Regions from separate parts of the Mus musculus genome. Here region 2 is linked to region 1. The links are chromatin contacts, called in public HiChIP or PLAC-seq maps. All regions are on one chromosome and are shown on one strand. The core of a region is the stretch at or near the end of the contact, and the rest is flanking DNA. Distances in the headings are between cores, read along the strand shown. Region 1 holds the start of Grik5 (glutamate receptor, ionotropic, kainate 5 (gamma 2)). Region 2 has its middle 20 kb from the start of Mir7048.

Evidence for each region. HiChIP or PLAC-seq counts read pairs in DNA pulled down with a chosen protein or histone mark.
Region 2: a contact with region 1 is called in an HNF4G HiChIP or PLAC-seq map of pancreatic cancer cells. The contact joins the enhancer-like site here to the promoter of Grik5 in region 1. A contact is called at or near these places in 4 of 39 promoter capture datasets (the C10 cell line, embryonic stem cells, macrophages and 1 more), 4 of 15 datasets of contacts at CTCF or cohesin (CD8 T cells, the NIH/3T3 cell line, embryonic stem cells and 1 more), 22 of 484 Hi-C or Micro-C datasets (B cells, CD8 T cells, Th1 cells and 15 more), 31 of 115 datasets of contacts at active chromatin or transcription factors (the 230-238 cell line, CD8 T cells, the SCID.adh cell line and 19 more) and 5 of 9 other capture datasets (adipose tissue, embryonic stem cells, liver and 2 more).

The regions. Positions count from the first base shown.
Region 1 is chr7:25,069,133-25,075,012 of GRCm38.p6, forward strand. Grik5 (glutamate receptor, ionotropic, kainate 5 (gamma 2)) reads right to left here and starts at 3,237. Exons shown (of 20, transcript NM_008168.2): 1 at 2,908-3,237.
Region 2 is chr7:25,194,662-25,200,541 of GRCm38.p6, forward strand. It overlaps a transcript of Dedd2 not described here. Among named protein-coding and RNA genes, the nearest start is that of Mir7048, 20 kb to the right of the region's middle. Within about 2 kb of position 3,235, at least 53 of the 459 cell types and tissues checked have an H3K27ac peak or open chromatin away from gene starts, as enhancers often do. A contact at or near this core is called in group 2 innate lymphoid cells and pancreatic cancer cells, where this site is marked.

The DNA.
Region 1 (5,880 bases), core at 1,987-4,486:
GAGGGAGGGAGGGAGGGAGGGACATAGCAAAGAACCTAAAAAGAGAGTACAGAAGAAAGAGAACAACAGGGGAAAAAAAAGAAAAAAGAAAAAGTATCTGATGAGAGGCTGCAAAGGAGAGATGCTGGGACTCAGAATGTGAGAAAGGAACGGAAAACAGGCAGATATGAAAGCACAGAAGGATGGCAGAAACGGCTGAAAACAGAGAGCGAACAAAAGTTGAAGGAAATCAGAGACAGGACTGGGAGAGACAGGGAAGGGGCTGACTGGGAGATGTGGACATAAAGGACAGACACCAGAGAAAGGGAGCAGGGCAAGACCAAACAAGGGGCTATCAGTGCATGGGAGTGGGTGAGTGACGGAAGAGAAAGCCGGAGAACAGGGAGAGGCACAGACTGACTCGGGAGACCAGAGCGTCTGGTGGGAAGGACAGAAAGCTGGAAGGCTGACTGCAGGAAGTGGGTACTGAAACCCTGCCTGTACCCTGTTCTAGGGATCGAGTACGGGTACATGACTTCTCCTTACAGGTCCAGCCCCGGGGAGTTCAGCTCCTGGAGTGTTCTGGGCACTCCAGGCCTTTGGCAGTGTAACTGCTGGGCGGGATGTGCTTTGCCAGATGTGCACACGGATCCCTGGACCTGGTTGTAGACCATGTTCCAATGAAAGAGGGTTATTGCAGAGCCCAGAGCACTGTGACATGTGTCTAGTGTCCCCTGACATCCCACCTGGGGCCATGGAAAGCACTCCCAAGAAAGGGCAGAGTCACAAGCCAAGGCTTGGATTTGGCCTCTCTGGCCAGAAAAGTTCAGGCCAAGGAGAAAGGTTGCCTTAATCAGTCCCACACTTGCCTCTATTTCACTGACCTTGAGAAAGTCCTCCTCCACACCCCTCAGCCTTTGGTGAGGAGAGCCTGAGGGATACAAGGGCATGCTCAACAGACTGGTGGCTGCAGACTGCAATTTAGATCTAATGTGGAGGCTTGACCAGGACAGAGGAGCAAGGAATTCTGGGAGAGCTAAAAGGAGAGTTCTCAAGGGGAAGGGCAGGAGGGAAGGGGGTTCATCCTGGGACATCTGGAACAAATGGGGATCAGGGACTACAAACAAATAGACTGAGGCAGGGCAGAAGGGCAGAGACCCACAGGTGGCAGACACAAATGGGAACCAAAAGACAGAGGCTCAGTGCAGAGACGGTCTATGGAGAGTGAAAGGACAGAGGCACAGTGCAGAGAGAGTCTATGGGGAGTGAAGAACACAGAGGTCCATGCACAGAAAGGCAGCCCCCCAAAGTGCTGACCACAGCTAAGTGGGGGAAAAGGACAGACACTAAGTAGGACATTCACACCAGGATGTAATTCCTGCAGTCTGGAGGCAGGGGAATCACTGTGAGTTTGAGGCTAGCCTATGTTGCATCCTGAACCCTGTCTCAAAAACAAAGAGATGCTAGAGAAGCGGATGGGAAGTGCAAGGAGGAGCAGGGTCAGGTCAGTTCAGGACTCACAGACCTGAGACTCAGGCCTGGCAGATACAGACGCACGGAAACAGTGCCAGCAATGGGGGGGGGGGGGGGGGCTGAGGAGAGTGGGCCAGGTCCTACAGGTTGGAGGAGAGATGGGCAAGGGGAGACACGTGCAAAGGACAGGAGGCAGACAGGAGAAGAGAGGGGGCCCAAAGATGAATAACAACAAGTATAACAACCAAGGGGCCAGCAGGGTGTGCTGACACACACCTGTAATACCAGCTATCAGTAGACAGAGGCAGGAGGGTCAGGAGTTCAAAGCCAGACCCAGCTCCTTGGTGAGTTCCAGGCTAGCCTGGGCTATAGGAAACCCTGTCTCCAAAAGCAGAACAAACAAACAACCACAGCCTGAGACAGACACACAGAGAGTGTGAGCTAGGGACAAGCGCACAGCAGCCTAAAGAGGCTGAGGCCAGAGGGGCAGAATCCAGGATGAAAAGGCTTGAAGAAGAAGCGCACAGGGAGAGGGCTGACCACACAAGCGAGAGAGAGGATGAGCCAGGAGGGAAACTGAGTCAAAGCGGATGCCCTGGAAGGGCATAGCAGCATACACAGAGGATCCCAGAGTCCCCAGCCCACGGGTACTGGGAGGGATGGAAGCTAAAAGGCCAGGTGGTGTGGTCCAGAAGTGGAGAGACTGGGATGGTGGGTGGAAGAACCCGGGCAGAAGCCAGGGACAGAGAGCAGTAGATGGGGATGACTAGGGGCCCACAGTGGGGTCTGGGGGAGGGAAGCAGAAAAGTGAGAGATAGAGGCTGGAGGTGGAGAGGATCAGGCAAAGAATGGAAAGACAGAGTGGGAAGAAGACTAGATGAGAACTAGTGTCTCATCAGAGTCAGATGCAGAGCCTGGCTTAGGAGAACAGCGGAGAACAGAGAAGTTGGGCAGAGTTGGACAGGCCTGGGAGACAGGCGAAATACAGACTTGAAAATGTAAAGGCATCTCCAGAAGACAGACAGAAGGTGCAATGGGGCCGGGCCTATGGTAAGGCTTAGTGAAAGAGGTGAGAGAGAGAGAGAGAGAGAGAGAGAGAGAGAGAGAGAGAGAACCCAACACACAACAACACACAAGAAGTCAGGAGCCAGTGTGGGTCTGGGACCCAAAGCTTGGAGGAGGGACAATCCAGGAGCCAGTGAAGTGAGCTGGCTACCACAGGACCCCGGAAAGCTGGGACTGAGGGCAGGTGTGAGGTGTGTACCCAGAAGTAAGGGTGAGAAAAGAAGAGGTCGTGGAGAATGAGAGGTTGAGAGGGAGGGCACAAAGCAGCGAGAAATAGGTTCCTTGCCATCCACGGGGAGCAGGGACTGTGGGGGCCCCCGCCAGCCGGACAGGGAGCCTGGCCTTCCAGGACCCAGGACCCAGCCCAATCCCCGCCCTGCAGACACTTACGGATCCTGGTGGGACGGAGGGCTGGGCTCCCTCGAGGCCCGAGGAACGACAACCAGGAGGTGCTCCGATGCTGGGTGCTGGTGAGGCTGGGGCCGGGGGAGAGGGCAGTCCACTGGGCCCCCTCCCCCGCCGCCGGCGGTGGCCCCCAACTAATCCAAAACGGTGTCTCCCCAGCAGCGGGGAGGAAGGACAGGTGGAAAAGCAAAGGGCGGGCCAGGAGGGGAGGAAGGGGAAAGGAGAAAATGGAGGAGAGAAGGGGAGAGAGGAGAGGGGGAAGGAGCAAACGGAGGGGAAGGAGGGAGGAAAGGAGGAGAGGAAGGTGAAAACGGAAGGGAGGGGGGCACAGGCAAAGCCGGGGGAGGGGGAAGCCGGCCCAGGAAAGGGCCCCCGCCCCCTCCCCTAGCCGGGCCGGCCTGGGGGGGGCACTGGGGGTGAGGACTGGGTGGAGAAAAGAAAGCCAGCCATCGGGGGGAAGTGGGGGAGGGGAGGGCCTGCTGGGGGGGAGGGGGCCGCCCCCTTCCCCCCCCTCCCCCCAGAGCCTTGGCCCTGCCCTGGATGAGGCTAGGGCCGGGAGTCCTCAACCCCTCAGTCCCCACGGGAAAAACATGCTTGAGGGCCAGGAGAGGCCGGTCAATGAAGGGGCTAGCGAGGACAGAGCAACTGGCAGCCCTGGTGAGACCAAGAAGGGAGGCAGACGAGGTGGCGAGATGAGGTGGGAGGAGAGGATGGAGAGAAGCAGGTGGAACGGGAAGGCGGAGGAGGGTGGGGTGTCCCGGGGCCCGCCGGCTCTCGGTGGGAGGGCCTGGCCGCACACTCTGGTCCCCTGTGAGCGGCAGCCGCTGGCGGCTCCGTGTCCCCAGCCGGGCCTGCCTCCTTGCTGCCGGCCGCTACTACCGCTGCCGCCACTGCTCCTTCTCCCCTCCTAGGCCGCCGCCTGCCCGCCCGCCCGCGCTGAGTCCTGGAGCGCGGGGGGGTGGGGTGGTGGTGGTGGTGGTGGTGGTGGTGATGGTGGTGGTGGTGGTGGTGGAGGGGAGAGATGAAGGGAGGGAGGCAGGGAGGAGGGCGGGCAGGAGGGAGGGAGGCAGGCAGGCAGGGAGCAAGGAGGGAGGGAAGCAGAGGAGGGGGAGATCGTATTGGTCGGGCTGGGGGGCCCTGCGAGGAGAATGCTGATGAGAAGAGCGAGCTGCATTGGATGAAGGGCCAACCCCCGGGGCCACCCCCTCCAACCACACCATGCCACCGCCCTGCCCAGGCAGCCCAGGATTCTGGAGCCCATGGAGCTGAGAGGCATTGGTGGGGAGAACTGAGGGAAGGGCCTAGAGATGGGGAGAGAGGACTACAGAGATGGAGAAAAATGCAGGGAAAGAGACAGCCAGCCATCAAGACCCAAGAGAGGTGGGCCAAGGCCCACAAACTCCACAAGGCCAAGGAAAGCCAGCCATGGAAAAGCAAGCCACCTGAGGACAAGAGAACAGCATATAGGACACAGAGGTGTTTGAAGGTGGCAGAGGCCAGAGACAGAAAGACTCCTCAGAATAGGGAGCCATACACAGAAGGAGCAACCAGGAAGCATACACGGGGCCCAGTAAGCTAGGAGAGGTCTCCTGATGGAGACAGCCCCATGGGTACAGGAGACCCACAGAGACAGTCACGTGGCTCATAGACATGAGAGGACCACTGAGGCAGGCATGGCAAGCTGGGAGACATAGAACTGGGAAGCCTCTGGAAACGGGCTCAAGATGTTGAGGGGAGGAAGGGATTCTCCATTGTGCACAGAGAACTCCTGGGGACCCGTGGAGATGAGTGGGAAGCCAGAAGAGGCCCTCATCTTTTAGTCACCTGAGCAGTGAGGCAGTGGGAGGGGGTGACAAGATGGCAGAGCTGAGAGAAGCACCCTTTCTTAAGGAATACTGCCGTCTCCCTGAGAAAGCCCAGAAGGGCAGGGGGATGGAACAGAAAATCCACACAGATCTTCAAGTGGGGGTGGGTGGTGCAGGGCTGGGTGTGTGTGTTGGGGGGTGAAATTTGGGGGGAAGGAACATGACAGTTGGCGCTGAAGGCTGAGCCCGTGACTCACCACCACCCCCATGCTCGTGATGGGGAGGAGACACTGACACTCTCACGTGCAGCCCCCAGCACATGTGACCACATGCCTCGCACACACAGTTGGCACGTGGCAACTCAGAGTATTGCAGGTCTGGCTTGGTGAGCTCTGACTTCGTGGGACATGCCCAACAACATGTGACATAATATATCTGACCCTGTAGGACCACCAAACTTGTCCATGCCTCTTTATCCTTCTAGGGTTAACATCCACAGTCTCCTTAACACCCACATTCCGTTCTAGCCAAGCCTGAGGCCAGTACTTCATGCCTGCCTCTCCGTATCTTTGCTGATCCAGGGATGGTATTATCCACCCTCTCTAAACATAATCTGTCCCAAAAGGTCCAGTCCAGTGCTACCACAGCACAGTGTCTGACCCGAACAGGTTTCCTCTGCAGAGAAAGGACGTAGGCAGCCCAAATTAAGTTGGGATGCCCGAGCGGTTTTAGAGAGAGGAGCCTGAGAAGCTAAGCTGGGACCTCAAGAGGGAAAAGGGGGCCTCAGCAGGAACAAAACACTACCTGCAGGCCCAGAGCCTGCCAAGAGCTCAGTCTGGTCTGCACTTGGGCTCCTACACAGGCGATTTCACCCCAAGGGCAAATCCAAACTACACTAGCAAACAGCTAGGCCCAAACCTTAGGGCTCACTACCTCCTACCTTAATCTTTTACTTTAAAAATCTGCTGTCTTCCCCTTCCCCCTTTCCCTTCCCCCATCCTTTGCTTTGCTCTTCCTGAAGTCAACCATTCACCCTTTGATCCCAAACAATCCACCCACCGGGGAACTGAGTATAGACCTAGGGAACCATCTCTTGGGGTGGAATGATGGCTTTCTTCTCTCCCCGTGGGAACCTGGACACATGACTTCTCCC
Region 2 (5,880 bases), core at 1,985-4,484, 130 kb after region 1:
TGCTAGGTCTGAACACCTTAGGAAGCTGAAGGAGTTTGTCTGAGCTGTCAGGACTTCATTTGTTCAGTCAGAAATGGTAGGCAAAAAAGTGAAAAGAGAGGCGGGGTGGCCGAGAAGTTCAAGCAAACATTGACTTCCATTTATTTTAGACTCAGAAAGCTCCCTGGATCAAAGGACCTGGCCATGCTGCTAAGTGAGGCAGAAAGCTATGGGGATGAGGGAACATGAACTCCGTTATTTTCCATTTACCCCAGTGTCTCACCTTGGGCCATCCTACATCCATGTGGAGGATAGCATCACATGGGCTCACATTTAAATGAGGTTTTAAATACTTTTGTGTGTGTGTAGGAATGTTTTGCCCCTGTGTGCGTCTGTGTGCCACATGCATGCCTACAGAGGTCAGAAGAGGGTGTCTGATCCCCTGGAATTAACTACAGGTGGTTGTGAGGCATGGTTACCAGTGCTGAGAACTGAAGCTGTGTCCTCTGGAAGAGCAGCCTGTATCTTTAACTGCTCAGCCATCTTTTCAGCTCCTATCCACTTCATGGTAATGGAGATTGAATTCCCATATTCTACACAAATGCTCTGTTGCTGAGCCATATCCCCAGCCACTGGGATATTCTAGGCAGGTGCTCTACCACTGAGCCACACCCCCAGCCTGTCACTGGGTGATTCTAGGCAAGGGCTCTATCACTAAGCCACACCCTAAGCCTGTCACTGGAAGATTTCTAGGCAGGTACTCTACCACTGAGCCATGGCCACAACCCCTCATTGGGAGATTCCAGGCAGGGGCTCTAATAATGAGCCCTATCCCGGTCTTCTTTGCACTTTGTAATTTGTGTGTGCAAATTAACTTTGGTAGGCTCGTCAATCACTTTTCAATGCGTTCTTTTGGGCCAAGATCTCTCACTGAATCTGGAGCTCATCTACTTGGCTAGACTGGCTGCAAACAAGCCTAGGAATCCACCCATCTCTACCTCTTCAGAAGTTGGGATTACAAACAGGGACCCACTTTTTACACAATGCTAAGGATCCAGGTTCAGCTCTCCCAGAGCTTGTATGCCAAGCCCTGGCTGTCCTGGAACTCACTTTGTAGACCAGGCTGGCCTCAAACTCAGAAATCCGCCTGCTCAGAAATCCGCCTGCCTCTGCCTCCCAAGTGCTGGGTTTAAAGGCGTGTGCCACCACGCCCAGCCCTTGCTTTCTAATTTGAGACAAGACTTCATCATGTAGTCCAGACAGGCTTTGACTTTTCAATCCTTCTGCCTCACTGCCCAAGGAGCCTGGCCCTACCCCTCTAGAGGTTTGTTTGGTTGTTTGTTTTGTTTTTGGTTTTTTGAGACAGGGTTTCTCTGTGTAGCCCTGGCTGTCCTGGAACTCACTCTGTAGACCAGGCTGGCCTCGAACTCAGAAATTCACCTGCCTCTGCCTCAAGTGCTGGGATTAAAGGCGTGCGCCACCACGCCCAGCCCCTCTAGCATTTTGATCTCAAGGTTTTCCTTTCGAAGCACCAGCAAGGCCTTAAAGCAGGAAGATCGTGCATTTTAGGCACCCCTCCAAGCTCTCTCTGCTCAATCCCTTGGCTCTGATGGTAGCTGTATGGTGCCTTCCACAGCCTCAGCTCCTCAAGGCAGGCTCGCGAGTTCCAGTAGTACCATTTCATGCGACATCCTGCCAGTTAGATTTAAGGGCAGTATGGTCAGTTTCCTGTGGTATTACCCTCCCTCCAGGTTCCCTCAACAATGTCCTCACCAACAGTTCCTTCATTAAATTACCTTCAAAGTTCCAGCTGTGGTCCCTTCCGTTTCCTGCTGAGGTTCTATCAGAGGGTTAGTGAGAGAGATCAGAAGGTTTGCCAGAAGACTGTAGCTGCATGGGGAAAGGAGAAGCCGGAGGGGTCTGCTCCACTGGTACACAACAGAAGGATCCTGAGAGGACCTGATAACACAGGTGTGACAGCCAGGAAGGCCTGACAGGTGGAGATGGCAGATGCTGGGATGATTGGGATACTGGAGTCTGAAGGCATGGAAGACTGTATAGGGTTGTGATCAAACCCAGGAATTTGGGGCCAATGAGAAGGCTTAGCGGGTGCTTGCTGTCAAGTGCAATTGTCTAAGTTCAATTCCCAGGACACACAGCAGGAGAGAGTGTCTGGGGACTTCTACATGTACACGGTGGCATGCATATGCACACCCACACAACACAACACACACAACACACAAATGTGACTTTTAAATTTTCAGGAAAGATGGTTCAGCAGTTAAGAGTATTTATTGCTCTTGCAAAGGACCCAGGTTTGGTGTCAGCACCTTCATGACAGCTCGAAACTACAGCTCCGTAACTATAGTTCTAGGGGAACAAACACCAAATGCCCCTTCCAAACTCTGTGGACTTCTGCACACATGTGGTGCACTTACATACATACATGCATAACATAAAAATTAAATGTTAAATATTAAGAAAATAGCCAGGCAGCAGTAGTGCATGCCTTTAATCCCAGCACTTGGGAGGCAGAGGCAGGCAGATTTCTGAGTTTGAGGCCAGCCTGGTCTACAAAGTGAGTTCCAGGATAGCCAGAGCTATTCAGAGAAACCCTGTCTCGAAAAACCAAAAATAAATAAATAAATAAATAAATAAAAATAAAACAAAAAGAAAAGAAAAGAGAGAAGAAAAAAAGAAAAAGGAAAACCAAATATTTTTTAAATTTTTAATTTTTTTTTGAAAGTTGTTTTACTGCACGTACATGGGTGTTTTGTCTGCATGTGCACCACACGTATGCCTGATTTCTGCAGAGGTTGGCCACCCCTGAAATCAGTGACAGTTGTCAACTGCCTGTGTGTGACAGGGCTCACATTGTGTCCTCTGAGAAAGTAGCTAGTACCCTCAATGCCGAGACCAAAGTCCAGCCCCGAACCCTGTGTGACCTTGGGTCCTTGGACACTAAGCAAGCATGCTATCGTCAAGCTACGTTCACACCCCTAAGAATTTAAATTTGGGACTTGCACAATCCTGCTTGTCACTTCACTGTGTCACTCAGACAAGTGGCCTCACCTAGCTGTGTGTGTCTCACAGAGCTTAAATGATGAGGGAATTACTACCAGCCTCGCAGGAATGTATGAGGGATAAATGCACACTGAGCCTTTGGCATGGTGCCTGGCACGTGGTATAAGGACTCAGGAAATGTCCCTTTGTTTGTTTACACTTCCAGGGAATGACTCAGTCCAAGGTGTGGTCCAGGGAGTGGATGGCGGGGTGAGACAGAGGCTGGTCAAAGGATGAGGCAGAAAGAAAATGTGACACAATGTAACAATAAAAAATAGGTCATCGCAGGGCAGTCAGATGTTTAGCAGGATGCACAGGCTGGGGTGGAGTGTGGGCCCCTGCCTTGTGCACTTCACTCCCTCACAGTCTTTACTCAAGAACAAACAGAAATTGGGTTGGTGAGATGGATCTTGGCTTAACCCCGAGTTCAATGCCAGGGACCCACATACTCCACAAAGTTGTCCTCTGGTCTCCTCAAGTGCATTGCATACACACGACCAAATACAAAACACACACAAACATGCTCACGCTCGCTCTCCTCCCTCCCTCCCTCCCCCTGAAATATTTGTTTTAAAAATTAAAGAGTAAGCAGAAATGAAACCAAGCAATAGTGGCATACACATGTAAATTGAGCAGTCAAGAAATGGAAGAAGGGGGCTGGAGAGATGGCTCAGTGGTTAAGAGCACTGACTGCTCTTCCAGAAGTCCTGAGTTCAAATCCCAGCAACCACACGGTGGCCCACGCCATCTGTATTGGGATCTGATGCTCTTTTCTGGTGTGTCTGAAAACAGTGTCAGTGTACTCATATACAGAAAAATAAATAAAAATAATTCTTAAAAAAAAGGAAGAAAGAAAGAAAGAGAGAGAGAGAGAGAAAGGAAGGAAGGAAGAAAGAGGAAGAAAGAAAGAAAGAAAGAAAGAAAGAAAGAAAGAAAGAAAGGAAGGAAGAGAGAGAGAGAGAGAGAGAGAGAAAGAAAGAAAGAAAGAAAGAAAGAAAGAAAGAAAGAAAGAAAGAAAGAAAGAAAGAAAGAACAAACGAACTGGAAAAAGAATCGGAACTTCAGGGCTAGTCTGGAATACATTTAAGACAGACTCAGACTGCTGCTCCCTTCCTACTACCTCCAAAAAGGGGGAAGGCTGGAAAGATGGCTCAGCAGCTGAGAAGCTCTTGTCTGTTGTTGCTGCTCTTGTGAAGGACCAGGTTCCCAGCAGCCACTTGGGTAGGTCATAACCTCCTGTGACTCTAGATCTAGGGTATTCAATGTCCTCTTTTAACCGCCAAGCATATGCACACACAGACACACACACACACCTATCATAAATAAAACAAAATACTTTCTTAGAAAAGCAGAAGCAATCAATCACTGGAGAGAAAGAAAATAAGTCACAATGATGCACTACTACACACCCAACAGATGAGCGGATGTATTTGTCTGACAACAGCAGACTGGTGAGGAGGAAGCAGGGGCTGCTCGGGCACCACTGGTGACAAGGTATCTATCTGTATATCCACTTTAGGGAAAATGGTCTCAAGGGGAAACAATAGAGATGCTCACTGGAGGGGCTGGAGGGATGGCTCATTGGTTAAGAGCACTGGTTGCTCTTCCAGAGATCCTGGGCTCCATTTCCAGCACCCACATGGTGGTTGATAATCCGTCAGTCACTGTGTCTGTGGTAACCTGATCAGGATTATGGGATGCAGTGTTCAGATGGGATCTACCAAAGCAGACCCTATTCATAACCATGACCAGCAATTCTACCTCAAGGGAGAGAGATCCCAGTGGAAAGAAGAGTTTGTTCACACACAAAACAAGTAAACAGGGGGCTGGCGAGATGGCTCAGTGGGTAAGAGCACCCGACTGCTCTTCCGAAGGTCCGAAGTTCAAATCCCAGCAACCACATGGTGGCTCACAACCATCCGTAACGAGATCTTACTCCCTCTTCTGGAGTATCTGAAGACAGCTACAGTGTACTTACATATAATAAAAATAAATAAATCTTTAAAAAAAACAAGTAAACAAATATGCTCGAGAATGTTCATAGCGGCTTCAAATGGGAACAACTCAAAATATCCACCCAGCACGTGAATTCATAGCGTATCCACACACTGGGATGATACGTAGCAATAAAAACACATCAATTTCAGATAAACACACGGAAGAGCCTCACAGCATAGCAGTGAGCAAAATAAGACATGACACAAGATATATGAAAAATAAAAATGTATTGTACCAGCTAGCTGTGTTGTCCCACACCCTTAACCCCAGCACTCGGAAAAGCTCACAAAGGCAGGTGGATCTCTGAGTTTGTGGCCAGCCTGGTGTACGTAGGGAGTCCCAGGTTAGCCAGGGCTACATAGTAAGAAAGAACGGAAAAGCAGCTGGTAGAGGCCTCCAGGAGAGATGGCTCAGCTTGCTTCCTCCACAAACCCCGGCATGGGGTTACACATGAGATTTACATTACATGTGGTATCTTCCATACTTTTTCTGAATGTTGTATTTCATGACTCAAATGTTACTCAGTGATGTGGTAATTTTTTCTGTCATTGTTGCTTTTGAGGCAGGGTCTCAAGGAGACCAGGCTGGCCTCAAACTTGTTGTGTTTGAGGATGACCTTGAACTCCTGACCCTCCTGCTTTCTCCCCCAAGCTCTGGGGTTAAGAAACATGTTCCCTGTTGGGCCTGGTCGTGCTAGTGAGCAGGCCGCATCTCTCCATTCACTGTCCTTTGGGCTTCTCCAGAGAAGCCCAACTGCTCAGTCACAGCTGTCTGGTCACTCTGGTCTGTGAGTCCCGGAGTGCCAGTCTTGGGTATCAATAAAACAGGGGCTCTTCCCGA